Regions from separate parts of the Hordeum vulgare genome. Here region 2 is linked to region 1. The links are chromatin contacts, called in public Hi-C maps. All regions are on one chromosome and are shown on one strand. Each heading gives the region's core, a stretch centred on a gene start, on an enhancer-like site or on the middle of the called end of the contact. The rest is flanking DNA. Distances are from core to core; before and after follow the strand shown.

What was found. Hi-C and Micro-C count contacts between places; a contact is called where the count stands out from the background.
Region 2: a Hi-C map of leaf shows a contact between it and region 1, with 5 times the contacts expected there. The contact joins the promoter of LOC123429676 here to the enhancer-like site in region 1. A contact is called at or near these places in 1 of 6 Hi-C or Micro-C datasets (leaf) and 1 of 1 datasets of contacts at active chromatin or transcription factors (embryo).

What each region holds. Positions count from the first base shown.
Region 1 is chr2H:89,007,296-89,014,834 of MorexV3_pseudomolecules_assembly, reverse strand. No RefSeq gene overlaps it. Among protein-coding and RNA genes, the nearest start is that of LOC123429674, 5.7 kb to the right of the region's middle. Within about 2 kb of position 3,219, at least 1 of the 3 cell types and tissues checked has open chromatin away from gene starts, as enhancers often do. A contact at or near this core is called in leaf, where this site is marked.
Region 2 is chr2H:89,155,270-89,162,808 of MorexV3_pseudomolecules_assembly, reverse strand. It overlaps LOC123429676 (non-specific lipid transfer protein-like 1), which reads left to right and starts at 3,813. Exons shown (of 4, transcript XM_045113687.1): 1 at 3,813-4,215; 2 at 4,362-4,403; 3 at 5,309-5,480; 4 at 5,549-5,654. The coding sequence starts at 3,873. The coding sequence ends at 5,445.

The DNA of each region.
Region 1 (7,539 bases), core at 1,970-4,469:
GATGACCTAGTAGTTGTTGGTTACTTGGTTCCATTTTGCTCATGTCCTTGCCGCCCATCTGTTTCATCAGGGCCTGCAGGCCGCCCATGCTGCCCATCTGCTTCACCACTTGCGGCGGGAGGGCCTTGGTCATCTGCTGGATGTTCAGGTTCTCGGACAGATCGCTCATCTTTCCGTTCTTCGGCATCAACTGAAGTGATTCTGAAGCTGAACTAGGCAGACCGAAGCTGAATTATCCAGACCGAAGTGATTCTGGAACAGTTAAAATTTCAGTTAATTCTCTCTTATCTCTTCTTCTCTCTTAGTGTACTGCTAGTGTACTGTTGCTGCTAAATTTCAGTTAATTAACTGAATCTTCGTTTCTTTGGTTCTTGTTTATGCACTTCTTCTTTATGCAGAGAAGTGCTGAGCCAGCCGCTAGTGTCCTGTGCTGTTGGCAGTTGTGAGCACCTGCTTATCTTTCTTTCTGCACTTGTTCACATTACTGCCAAATACTGATAGAGTTGTTGCCAAATTCAGGTTGATGAGATGAATGTGGGCATCAACCGACCTCAGCAGCAGCTCCAGGAATAACCTCCACCTGGGTGTGCCGTGTGCAGCACCACCACCACCAGTAGTAGCAGCAGCTCGGGAGAGGAGGATCGCCTGGAGGTGGAGGCGCTCGGACCTGGGTGCAGTCTTGGAGGTGGAGGCGCCAGGATCTGGGTGGAGGTGGATGTGGATGTTGAGGGCGGGGCCGGAGGTGGAGGTCGAAGGCGAACCGCCGGAGGTGGGAGGTGGAGGTGGAGGTCAAGGGCGGGGCCGGAGGTGGAGGTCGAGGGCGAGGCCGGACCGTCGGAGGTGGGAGGTGGGAGGTGGAGGTGGAGGTCGAGGGCGAGGCCAGACCGCCGAAGGTGGGAGGTGGAGGTGGAGGTGGAGGGCAGGGCCAGAGGCGGAGGGCAGGTGTGGAGGTGGAGGGTGAGGACGGGAGCGGAGGCGGAGGTGGAAGACGTCGAGGAAGAAGATTTAGAATTTGAACTGGGAGCATAAATGTCTATTTACTCTTTTTCACCTGGTCGGAAGATAGTCCCCAACGACTTATAATTCGGAACAGAGGGAGTACGATGCATGCCTCGATTAAAGCAGCCAGTTCCCCGTCCTTTCATGTTGAACCTTATCGGCCAGATCAACCACACGTTTGAAGTTATGAACGTCCAGCACTTAGACAACGCCCGCATGATGGAGCTCCAGCCAGCATGGTGACCCCGCCTCGCCCTTGTGACACACAAAAAAACACTTTACAACATGGAAATAGCATTTTTTTTACACGCGAGAAAGCGCTACCTCCAGCGACCGTTAAAAAAATACGTGCGCACCGCTTCAGCAGAAGCGCTAAAATTTAAAGCGTGCGATGCACATTATACACAAAAACAAGATAACGAACATAGGTAGTATAGATAGTTCATAGATAGAAATTGCTTCTCGTCGATAGTTCATCATAGTACATAATAAAGAAGATAAAAAAGATAAACTACTCGTCGTTGTCTTTCTCCAATGCGCTCGTGTCCGACTCCTCCGTCGTGACGAAGTCGTCAGCCCATCATTCATCGTCGGAGGACCAAGTCGACGCTCCCTTGAACTCCATGTTAAAGAGTATGGATTGCTTCTGCGTACGAGTGTCCTCACGATAGGCGGATAGCTCCGCCCTCCTTTGCGCGGCGACGGCATGAAAAAATTGCTTCTCGACGGCGCGACAGCATGGTGGCGCGGCGACGACGAGACGAGAGAGAACGGCAGAGGGCGTGTGGGAGCGGTGAAAGGATGCGTGGAAGAGCCGTTGGATTTATAATGCGCGCCGGACGCCGCGCGCCAAATCTAATGCGCACCGGGTCGCTTTTTCTGTCACGTGCAAACTTTTCATGCCTGCTAAAATGTAATTTTTTTCGTGTACTAGGATCTTCCGCAACAACTGAAACGTACACAATCGTTTCATGCATGCTAAAATGTAATTTTTTTCGTGTGCGTATTTTTTACAGCCACGATTGAAGATGTTCTTAGCATGGCCCTGGTTGGTGTCTTGGTGACCATACCCGGTGGACGCATCTTGACAAGTCCTTGGCTTGGCGACTATACCCCGTTTGTCTCTATGAGACTCTGCCACAGGGCCGCCGCCATCGGCATTTATCCCAACGAAGAATTGGGGTTCCAAAAATAAATTAATCACGATCATATTGAAATGTTATTACCGTAGATTAGTGTTCCAAAAATACGTAATGCGCCTTGCAATTGCTGGAGTCGCCGGCGCACGCACTCTCGGTCTTCCCTTGTCCCTGTTTCATTCAAACGACGCGCAAAGAGGCTTGAAGATTCCTACACCCCGGTCAAGTCAAGCTTCTATGCATTTCCCCAACTCGTAAAATCTGACTACCCCTGCCCGTCATCTCAATCATTCCCACGATCTCACGCGCTAATTTCCTCCCCCTCTTTCTCAGAGATCACTTTCTGGGCTCTGCTTTTCATTTACACACGGAAAGATTGCCCAAACCAACAGAAAATAGCACACGCGCTCGTGGGGTAGAAAGAAGATGAGAGTTTGTTTGGTTCATGACTAACTTTATCATAATTAACCTTAGCCAAAGTATGACTAACAAAATGAACACCACAAGTGTAGCAAGATTTAACAAAAAATTAAATGTATGATATGTGAACCATATAACTAAAAAAGTGTGACAAGCCAACAAGTATGGCAATGAATCAAATACATGCCTAAGGTATTATAGCATGACTAAGATTAGGCGTGGCAACCTTAGGCTGGAAACCAAACAGCTCCGATATTTCATCTTCAAAATCTGATGTGATCTTGTACTCCTAGAAAAGCAAGCAAAACACAAAAAGGAGAATGCATGAATAGATGTTCACAATTTAATGCCTGCAAACTAATGACAGTCGAAGTTAACCTGAAACCTAAACATATGGAATTCACTGTTCCCCTAGTCATGTATCCCACACGTTGACCAAATATTCAACTATTTTTATATAACAACCTCAAGGCAGGAATGCATGAAGGCCAAAGGGATAAACAAAACAGAGAGTGGCATTCAAGGAAGTGTTGAACTGGTCAGCAGTTTGGCTATTGTTTTGGACTTTCTGATCTCACTTACATCTCTGTCTGGACGGTCTAAGCGAGAGAGAGACCGTGGACTGGTCGAAGATTCTTATGGTTTTGGTGGAAACCCGTTGAGCTCAACCAAATCCGACCCGGAACTTCTAATGGTCATTACGTAGTGGTGCAAGCGTCATCATGTTTCGTCCTGCGTTCATCACTTGTCTAAAATTTGTTGAAATCATGTGTCCTGCCACTATATTTAAACTACTTGAAATTGATAATATCATGAATACCTTATTGTGAAATTTTAGATGTATTTGTACATGGAATTGTTTTACATGTTTAATATGAAATAATTTAATAAAAATATTGTATGCATCTCTTAGATGCAGAGGCCGGGATGATCTTTTCTTTTCAAAAACTTGAAATAATTACTTCTTAAAATATATTTAGTATATATACCCAATGAAGCTGGTCGATTATCAATGAACACAATATATTATGTATATTGAAAAGACAACCCAAATACACTGACAATGGAAAAGAACTAGATTGATGGTTTATATTGTTCGCAGTCCACCCCACTTACATTCTTAGTCATAGACTGGAAACTCAAAAAGATAAACAGTTTTCCTAGCATTGTTTCGGCTAGCTGTTCTTATGGAAGATCAAGCCATAGCCTTGTCCAAATACATTAAGTGTGTGTTGCAGTAAGTGAATAATGATATTTTTTCCGCATCTTGTGCAAACAAATATTCGACAAACTAGCGAGAAGACGTCTTATGACACTCCGTTACCCCTTCCTATTTTTCCTCACCATGGTGTGACTGTGCAGACGGCCCTTCCCCTTCCTCCCTCCTCTGGTGTCGTTGCGAGTGGCGTCACTTAGCTTTCCACCACCATCATCGTGTCATCCATCACCTAGTGCAGTGTGGTTTGAGCGCTCATGAAGTCAAGTGATCTGTGTTGGCTTGGAGGAGAGCGCCAATGGCTCAACATTCTCCATGTTGTTCACGATGATGGCGGTATCAAAGTCATTGCTACCGGTGGATGAGCATATCACCTATTATTCCTCGAGTTATCAAAGGGCTTGCATAGGATGAAGTCCAAAACAACTCCCCTACTCGCCATGACCAAGCAACATGAACGGTCTCCTTCAAGCAAAAGTACTCCATGTGACCGGCTGGAACAATCGTCGTGTAAGAGCAAGAAGCCCGAGAAATTCCCTTTCAACCTGCTCAGAGTGAGTAAGTTGTCGAGTAGTATTCATCTATCTATTAGTGGAGGAAAGAGTAACAATGATCATGAATGTTTTCGTTTTAGGTGGAAGAAAGCGGAGCTCCCAAAGGGCAAGCAAAGTGTCCTAGGACCTGGTGAGGTGCATGCCCTTCATGATGGACCCCTAACCACCACCTACCCTATGTGTTGAGAGTGTCCCTTCACTACCGCCTTCCTCCTAATATGATGACACATCGCCAACCACCATGTGTACCCACTGATACATCCATTTTGCAGCATGCTTTCATGTTGATATTTATCGCTTTTTGGGCTGTTATTTCACTTCAGGGTACAATACTTATGCCTTTTCTCTCTTATTTTTCAAGGTTTACATGAAGAGGGAGAATGCCACAGCTGGAATTCTGGCCTGAAAAAGGAGCAAGTTTGAGATGCCTATTCTTCGCAACTCCAAAAGCCGTGAAAATCAACGTGGATTTTTTTTGGGATTTATAAAAAATATTGGGCCGAATAAGTACCGGAGGGGCGCCAGCAGGGGCCACAAGCCTGCTAGGCGCGGCCACCCCCCTGGCCGTGCCTAGGGGGCTTGTGGGCTCCCGGCTGGCCCTCTGGCTCCCCCCTTTTGCTACAAGAAGGGTTTCGGTCTGGAAAAAATCAAGAGGAGGCTTTTCGGAGGACTCGCCGCCGCCATGAGGCGGAACTTGAGCAGAACCAATCTAGAGCTCCGGCAGGACGATCCTGCCGGGGAAACTTCCCTCCCGGAGGGGGAAATCGTCGCCATCGTCATCACGAACACTCCTCTCATCGGAGGGGGCTCGTCACCATCAACATATCCATCAGCACCATCTCATCTCCAAACCCTAGTTCATCTCTTGTAACCAATCTCCGTCTTGCGACTCCGATTGGTACTTGTAAGGTTGCTAGTAGTGTTAATTACTCTTTGTAGTTGATGCTAGTTGGATTACTTGGTGGAAGAGTTTATGTTCAGATCCTTGATGCTACTCATTACCTCTCTGGTCATGAATATGATTATGCTTTGTGAGTAGCTACTTTTGTTCCTGAGGACATGGGATAAGTCATGCTATAAGTAGTCATGTGAATTTGGTATTCGTTCGATATTTTGATGTGTTGTATGTTGTTTTTCCTCTAGTGGTGTTATGTGAACGTCGACTACATAACACTTCACCATTATTTGGGCCTAGAGGAAGGCATTGGGAAGCAGTAAGTAGATGATGGGTTGCTAGAGTGACAGAAGCTTAAACCCTAGTTTATGTGTTGCTTCGTAAGGGGCTGATTTGGATCCACTAGTATAATGGTATGGTTAGACTTTGTCTTAATTCTTCTTTCGTAGTTGCGGATGCTTGCGAGAGGGGTTAATCATAAGTGGGATGCTTGTCCAAGTAAGGGCAGTACCCAAGCGCCGGTCCACCCACATATCAAACTATCAAAGTAACGAACGCGAATCATATGAACATGATGAAAACTAGCATGACAGAAATTCCCATGTGTCCTCGGGAGCGTTTTACCTCCTATAAGACTTTGTCCAGGCTTGTCCCTTGCTACAAAAGGGATTGGGCCACTTTGCTGCACCGTTGTTACTTTTGTTACTTGGTACTTGCTGCGAATCATCTCACCACACAACTACTTGTTACCGATAATTTCAGTGCTTGCAGATATTACTTGCTGAAAACCACTTGTCAGATCCTTTTGCTCCTCGTTGGGTTTGACACTCTTACTTATCGAAAGGACTACGATAGATCCCCTATACTTGTGGGTCATCACCTACCAATCGAAGGAATCTGATGCTAGAGTCAACGCTCTTCCAGAGACCTAGCAGATGAGCAATAGTCTGGTGATAGGACCAATTGAAGGGATCAACATTGGTCGCATGCCGCCACCTCCGCCTATTTTCCATGTAGATTTCAAGTAGTTTTTGTTCAAGTAAACGAAGTGGGGAGAAGTACTGTGGGAAATAGACCACACCCAGGAGTTTGAGGATTGTGGTGAGGTGATGGGCATCCTCAATAAACTCGTCAAACAGATCCTAGATTTTGAAAAGACCCAAAGGAAGGGTATCGATGGTCTAAACAACATAGCTAATCTAGTAACTGGAAAGCCCCATCCGGTGATAAAGGGATGCTTCATGTCTAAGCATCAATGTTAATCTAGAATTGCCCATGCACCCACCTGGAGGCAGCCCCCGATCCTCTGGTTGGATCTTTGAGACATGCAAAGGTTCTCTTTCTTAGCTTGTTGGTTTCATCTTGGGTGTAGCCCCAATCCTCCATTGGGTTCATGGAATCGAGCGACGGATTCTTATGACTTTTCTCGAGTAGCATGCTTCTTTTCTCATATTTGCTTAGGCTAGAAGAGAGTTCAAAGGATAACGCTGAGTTCCTCCAGAGCAAGCTTGAATCCTTCGACCAAATCCGAAAGCACAAAGCCGAGTGGGCAGCTTGTGGAGCAACCTCGATGTGACCCATGAGACATTGGCCCAATACTACTTCTAGCCTAATACTCGACAACTTGAGGAGGAGAAGGCCGCTACTGCCAAGATGGAGGGGGAGGTCTAGGCGATGAGAGTCGTACTCCTCAACTAGAGGAGATACACACAATTGCTACCAAGCTCAAGGCGATCAAGACTCACACTCGAATACTTAAGGAGGAGAAGCTTTCTACTAAATCATCTATAAAAAGGACTCAACATGTCTAATTCATTCCATCATTCAATATTTTGACTTGGTTACTGAGATTTTCCAGATTAGGTCAAAAACCAGAATGAAGGAAGTATCATACGAGGACACAATATACTCCCTCCGTTCCTAAATATAAGTCTTTATAGAGATTTTACTAGGGGACTACATACAAAGCAAAATGAGTGAATCTACACTTTAAAGTATGTCTACGTACATCCGTATGTAGTCTCTTAATGAAACTTTTAAAAAGACTTATATTTAGGAACGGAGGGAGTAGTTGCCAACTTGTCTTTACACAAGTATTTTTGATCTTTTTTACACAAGTGCAACATGGGAGGGTTCACTCAATATTAACCCTTAGTTTTTGTGAAAGAAGAGAAAATAAATGCCATCCATCTAACAATCTAAATATTTGGGCATACACTCCGATAAAATTAGTTCGAAACGAGCATAAATTTTCCGATCCCATATGATGTTTTTTTTGCGCAGAATAGGGAGATTTTATTCCAAATTTATAGAGTT
Region 2 (7,539 bases), core at 2,564-5,063, 150 kb before region 1:
GGTGGCTTCGCACGGTCTTTGGATATGGCACTCTTTCTTCGGCATGGCTGGTTCTCACAATGATATCAACGTGCTGCAACATTCTTTAGTGTTCGCTATGCTTGCAGAAGGCTACTCCCCACGTGTCAACTTTGAGATCAATGGCCACCATTACAACAAGGGATACTATCTGGCCGATAGTATATATCCTCGATGATCAACTTTTGTGAAGACAATCTCAAACCCCCAAGGAGAGAAGAGAAAGAGATTTTCCCAAATGCAAGAGAGTGCTAGAAAGGATGTGGAGCGTGCTTTTGGTGTGCTTCAATCCCGATGGGGTATCGTTCGAAACCCTTCATTGACATGGGCTGAAGGGAAGCTTTGAGAGGTGATGATTGCTTGTGTCATCATGCACAACATGATCGTCGAGGACGAGCATGATGACTCCATTTTCGATCAAGGATTTGATTTTCAAGGTAACAATGTTGAGCCCCTGCACCAAGAACCGGCCACGTTTGAGCAGTTTACCCAATTTCATCGTGAAATCCGTGATTGGCACACTCATTTGCAGCTTCAAAATGACTCGGTTGAGCACATGTGGGATCATATTGAAAACCAATAGATGTTGGTTAATTATCTTTATTCAAGACAATTTCAATTTGGTTGTAAAACTATTTTACTCAAGACAATTTCGATTGAGATGTAAAACTATTTTTATTAGAGACAATTGATATTTAGACATACAAACTTGTTTAAAACATTTATAAATATGAATATATAGACATATTGACCGTGGCGGACAGGATGTGGCCGTGCGTTGGGCGCACGGCCACCGTATCCCAGGACAGACCCGGACACGACCCCATCGCCCGTCCTAAACTGACAGAATTCGGGTAAAACGGACGTCCGGATGGGGTCTCACGCTGGAGTTGGCCTTACGATATAGATTTAACAGATCAATAAATTTGTTTTAGAAAGGTCCATATACTTTTTTTTATAGATAATACTCTACGGGAACGGAGATGCTCTTATGTGCGCTCTCACGCAAGATCGCCGAATACTGTACGAGATAAGGATGCAGTCCCAGAATGTAGTGTGGATTGCACAATAATTCCATGGCCCAGGTACTCGAGAGCATGTGAGGATGTAAACCAGCTGGAAGATCACATGCACACCTCCATCTTGAATTCCATATTTGCAAGTGCAAAGGCGCATCACGGAATTTCGTCTGGCCACACCACAGCTGTGCATCGCTGTCGCAAAGTGTTCAGTGAGAAATAGAAATGCCCTCACATGGACCGCGGAATGTCAGCATGCGCTGCTACACAGATAAAAGAGAAAAAAACATGAGCTGTCATCGGCGGTTAAAGTCACTTGTGGGGAAGTAGATAGAAAATTCAAAATTCAAAAATTTGGTTTAAAAAAAAAACTGATTCTTTTTTGTAAAACTAAAGAAGAATGTGAGTCATGTGTGTAAACTTTCACGCTGATATGCTTTAGAATGCGGCCTGTATATAAAGACAAAATCATGATTTAGAAGAATGAATAGTATGGTTAAAAAACTTTAGATTTGTCTATTTTTTGATAGCATTCATTTTAACGCATTTAGTCCTGAAAATGTACACATATGTACATTATACGTTCATCTATTAATTTTTTCATTTTTTAATATAAAAATATGAATATTTATGAAGTTTGATTTAAAGGTCTTCATGGAGCTCGTCTTTCAAAAGCAATTGCTGCATATCGAGAAACCAAATGGTAGTAGAATTTATAGGAACTGAGTGCATTTTTCGAGGGGAAAAAGTCCCATAATACACGTTATATCGGGCTCCCCACTCATCCCCCTGCGTCGTCTCCTCTGAGACGACCGGGGGGTAACCCTAGCCGTCGTCGCCGCGCCCCTCTCCCCATCCCCTCCCCTTTCGCCGCCGCCTGAGGTGTGCTCCGATGCCCGCGCTCCACACCGATGAAGGTGGCGGCGGGGATTTGGCGGCTCCACGACGCGTGGAGGACCTCGGCATCCGGGGCGGCATGTGCAAGGTGGCCCTAGCGACGGGCCACCTATGCTAGTGCTAGTGATGCGACACCCTCGGTCATGCGGGTGATGAGGCATCGACAATCCTCAATCGTTGGTGTTCACCCCTCCCTGCAGGTCTTCCACTGTCGTTGAAGCCCACCTCCTCCGCCCCGATCTGCTCCTTCCATCGCCGGATATGGGTTCTAGTGGCTTAGGCCGCTGCTCCAGGTCGCTAGCTGCGCGGATCTTGTTGGGCGGGGTTGGATCCGAGGGAAACTCTTGGCCGGCACGACGGCCACACCAAAGGCGGCGCCTTGGGCGACGTTCCTCTCATTGGAGGTACTGGTGTGGATCCTCTCCCCCTCCTTTCATCCACTGCTAGGTGAAAACTTAGATCCCCTGCTTCGGGTGGTGACGACACGTCTGTGTCTTGTTCCTTCTTAGAGGCACCGTCCGGGGATCGCAGGGGCAACGAAAGAGTTTGGTCGTGGATGTGATGGTGGCGGGGGACAACTTGGATTGTGTTCTTCATTATCTCTTCATAGGCTGCAGGCTCAGAGGATCCTTGTTGTGGTCGCTGGAGTGAGAGGGGATCGGGTTCCTCTCTACGGCGGCTACAGTATACCTTTTGGTAGGAGCCTTGTGCTTTGGCAATTCTAGCTGTGGCCTTTGACCTGCTCATAGCTGTGCCCCCTTGCTTTTGTGACTGTCGACCACAGCTCCCGCCTTCCGGTGTGTCTTCACCGCAGACGACGACGGGGCTTGTGAGTAGTGTGTCCCGGGCTTGCGGGTCTACTCTAGTTACTTCTTCCAGATCAGCTTGGATGCCATCTATTTAGATTATAGGGTGAATCGAGCTGCCGATTGCCGGTGCGGCATCCTTCGAGCGAGGATGAAAGGGGAGGGTCCTGTTGCACCGACGGTAACAAATGGTGGTCTGGTCCATTTCTGTCCTCGAAATGGCTGTGATCACGAAGCCTGTATGGTTATGCATTTCTTCATAGTCCATAGTTTAGTTTTATCTATGTAGACCGTCCTGTAGGGTGTTGGCTGCAGCGTGGTGATGCTCTGGCTTGCTTCTGCTGCTGCCTACGAGTTGTCTCGCTTAAGTGCCTTGTATCAGTCGTTTCTTTTTTCTTTTTTTCCTTTATAAGTGGATGCTCATATTTTTCTGATCGGTTGATGACTTTGTTAATTTAAAGTCAGGCTCTTACACCTTCGTTCCGAAAGAAAAAAACAAAAGTAAGAGCACATACAATTAATTGGAAGACCTTGTCGTATCTGTTCTTTTCAAGTTTATTGTTCTGGAGGCAGGGTGTCTCGAGTCGGAGCCTGCCTGCACGGATGGTCATCATGTGTGTGTGTGCCCTCCGTCACTTTTTTTCGACAGACTGCCTTTTTTCGAAAAATAGCTGTGAAATGATTCCATAAATGGGGCCCAAAATGCTGGGAAAAAAATGGCACTGTATCATTCTCATGGTCGTTCATTTACCCTGCCCACACCAAAAAAATAAAAAAAATCACTACCCTTCATTATGTCTCTAAAAAAAAGACCGTTTCCTAGGACGCAGAAAAGGCGGTTTGCCAACGTGCCAGTCGCACGCTCGAGACTTTGACTCCCGCGCCAACCACCCAGCATAACCGCCTTCCGGTGCGCACGGCACGCCGGTCCGGTAGATAACGATAGCCACCACCACCATGGAAGATGAAACCCTACAACACAATCTCACCGCCCTCCCTCACTGCCCGCGCCGAGACGCCGCCCCCGCCACCTTTAAAGCCAGCCGCCCACAGCCCACCAGTCCACCACCAGACCGCCCCCGGACTCCCCCCTCCCCCCCTCCCTCCCGCACTCGAGCACCCACCACCCACCATGGCGCGCTCCACCTACTACGCCGTCGCGGCGGTCCTGGCCGTCCTGGCACTGGCGTCCGGCGCGGCGTCGCAGGCGCCGGCGGCGGGGCCGTCGGCGGACTGCAGCTCCTCGCTCACGGGCCTCACCGCCTGCCTCCCCTACATCTCGCCGGGGGCCGCGCCGGGCAAGCCGCCCAAGGAGTGCTGCGCCGGCGTCAAGGCCGCGCTCGCCAGCCCCGCCAGCGTCGCATGCCTCTGCGACGCCTTCGGCAAGGACTACGGCATTCCCCTCAACCTCACCCGCGCCAAGGGCCTCCCCGCCGCCTGCGGCGGCAACCCGGCCGCCCTCAGCAACTGCAGCCGTGAGCCATCTTCCCCATCTCCATCTTGTTCCGGTTTTCTTTTCTTTTCCTCGTGTCGATTCGTGACCTAGTCAACCGACTGTTCGTGGAGGGGCGCGCGCGCGCATGTGGTGTTGATCTGACTTTGTTTTTTTGCGGCCCTGCAGTTAAATTGCCCGGCGGAGCCCCCAATGGCGCCCCTACTGAAGGTAATTCCCCGCTCTGTCCTCCTTTGCAGTTCGTAAATTTTGAATCCCTCTCTTTGTTCCTGTAGATCCGTGCAGAAAAAAGTTACTTTGATTAGATCTCATCAAAACATGCTCCTATATGGACGGTTAAAAATCTACTGAGACCTAGAGTCGATTTATCTCTACCTCCATTTTCCACTCTTGAGATCAAGGGGGAAACATATGAATGTGTCCATGGCATAAACATCAATGCTTTCTTGGATTGTAGAGAATCTTTCTGGACACCTCTGGCATCTGGAGTACAGTAGGACTATCTTTCAGCGGTCTGCATGTGAAAAAACAGAACATTTACGTGTTGTTGAGAGTCTCCGCTTAGAAAGAACCTCACAAAAAAGAATGGTGTTCTTTTGAGATTCATAAAGAATGAAATTGGCACATAACAGACCTTCAAAATATTAATTTGTACTATAGATGAAGACATTGTACTCTATTCTATTCCTAATAAAGTATTGCTGTCATAGTGGAGATGCTTTTCAATGGCATCCTAATTTTACATGATGCATGGCAGACAGATGTTACACTAAACCATTACGATGTCACGTACACAACGGAATTGACAAACCATTATGATGGATGGCAACCACTAAATGTTTGAAAGCGTCAATTGTGGCTTTCAGTTCAATTAGTGATAGAATGTACTATCAGATACTAAAAGATGTGATTTGTTTGCACACATCAGTTTGTATTAAGTTCACCATCAAGAATTGTTCATTGGTGTGATCTGAAAGCTGATGATAAATTATCCGGTTTGATAGAGAAAAACCACCCGTTTACCTCGATTGAAAAATTGTTGGTTTTTTGCTTTCTATCCTCCTAAACTTACTTCAGTTCATCTCACTAGACTGAAATCGAAATGTATGTTGCAGCACCTTCACCAACTTCTGGATCAACACCAACGACCGTCAGCCCAAGCCCGTCGAAATCAGCAGCGACCAGATCCCCGGTCTCGGCGGCAACCCTCGCCCTAGCCGCTATGCCTCTGCTTTCTTACTACTACCTCTGAAGATTTGCCGCATGGTTTGTTCCATGAATTATTGTGATGTGTATGGACATTGCGCTGCGATTTAGTGACTACTTTGTGGAGAGAACTTATTCTGCTAGTTGTTCAGTTTAGCTTACTGTTGCCTGAACTATGAATTCTTGTTAGCACCAAGTAGTTGTACTATATTTGCATGGTGCCTTCGTCGGAATAAAGTTGATTAGTGGTGTGCAGATTGATTTTCATGCGGTGCTCTGTTCCCTGCTCAAGCAGTGTGCTTGCAGTTAAATGTGTAAACAGGAAGTGCCAATCGGGGGGCCAACTGAACTTGCGCAGATGCAAGCGTACATCACCAAGGGAAAAAGGCGACGACTCATATTATTTGTGCTTCACCAGATAGTAGAAACAGATATATAACACTCAGAAAAAGACCAACTCATCATCTGCAGAAAGTGCAGAGGAGGGAGTTTTGTCAATGAAACAGCACATCACTGGATGATGTATACGAGTTTAAGAATTGCAGAACAAGTACAGGCGATTGTTCGGAACCAAGCACACTGCAAGATGACATCTTTCATCATTTTAGTTTCAGCAACACAGGTAGTGAAGATCTGCGACGAGTGTTCAAGAGAGAATATCTTGTGCACGGGGAGTTTTTTGTGTTGCCGGTGCACCAAACATCTAAAGTCCGTGTTATAACATCTAAAAGAAATCTAAGAATAATTAAGAAAAATAGAACAAACAAAGCAAACAAGACCTCGAGTATATGAACATCTCCAAACATCCCCCCCCCCCCCCCATGCGCCGCCTGGGGCGCGTCGGCGGAGGGGTTCTCGTTCCAGTCATCCCCAGGTCGCCTCCTAACGTCTTTTTTTAATCTAACTCGGTCTAAATTCGACCAAAAACGAGGAATTTCAGTGTTCTCATTGATATTTGTACAAACTGAACTAAAAACATAATTTAAAACGAAAATTTAAACACTACAACGCCGTCGCCGCCCGTCGCCTTCTAAATGCCAAGAAACTTGTAGAAGTTGGTGCAGTCGTTGTCATCGTCATGCACTCCGCCGTCCTCCTTGCTGCACCCTTGCCATTCGTCGTCGTGGCGGACGGGGTTGGACGGTCCGGGCGTCTCCTCGTCACTATCGTCGAGGATGACGACGCCGTCCTTCTCGCGGCCGCGACGTCGAGCGGCGATCTTCTCAAGGGCGCAACGCTGACGCTCCATCTTCTCCTGGACGTAGTCGTCCCGTGCCCATTTGAGGGTGGACTCGTCGGCGGCGGCCATTTCCAGGTGCTCCTACTTGACGGGGAGGAGCATCGGTGTGACAGCCCGAGACCGACGTCCCAGAAGATTCCCCCTTTATTTCCGTTTCCGTCATGTGATTAGTTTTATTTGTTGCATCGTCATTTAGTTTGCATCATCGCATCATGCATGGCATCATGTCAACTGTGTTTTGTCGGTGTTGCTTGTTGCTTCGTATTGTTGCTTGTGAGTGCTTATGAGTGTGGCGTTGTTCGTTGGCGTGACGAGAGTGGGTGCAACAGAGCCGCTTCAAACCCTGTTGCACCGAGGACGTAAACCTTCTCTCCCCTCTTATTTCATTTTTATGGTTTTGCTAAAGATTTCAGTTTTAACCCCTTCAAAAAAGCCCGTCTTCTTTTAAAGAAAAATCCTTTTATTATATGTGGGGGCAACCCTTGGGTAACCTTTATTTTTTTCCTTTTGTTTTATTTTAAAGTTTGAGTCTCTTCCATTTCTAAAAAGGGTTTATTCTAATTCTTCAAAAGGTTTTATTTTTATTCGTTTAAAAAGCCCAATCTATTTCTTATAGTTGGAGTTTATTTTTCAAGGAGCCCAAAAGCTTTTATTTTATTTCCTTTTTCTTTAAACCTTTTTCGTTTTGCGGTAGGTTCTGTTTAAAAAAAAACAGAAAATAGAGGTAGAGAGGAGGAACCCAGGCCCAAGGCCCAGCCGGCCAAGGCCCCAGGCCTCCCCTCTCCTGCCCTAGCGCGCTCCAGCCGAACCCCTCGTCCTCCCGTGCGCCTCCTTCTCCCGATTCCCATGGCCCCGATCCCCTTCTCCCTCTAGGTCCCGAGCCGCATGTGCCCTCTTCCC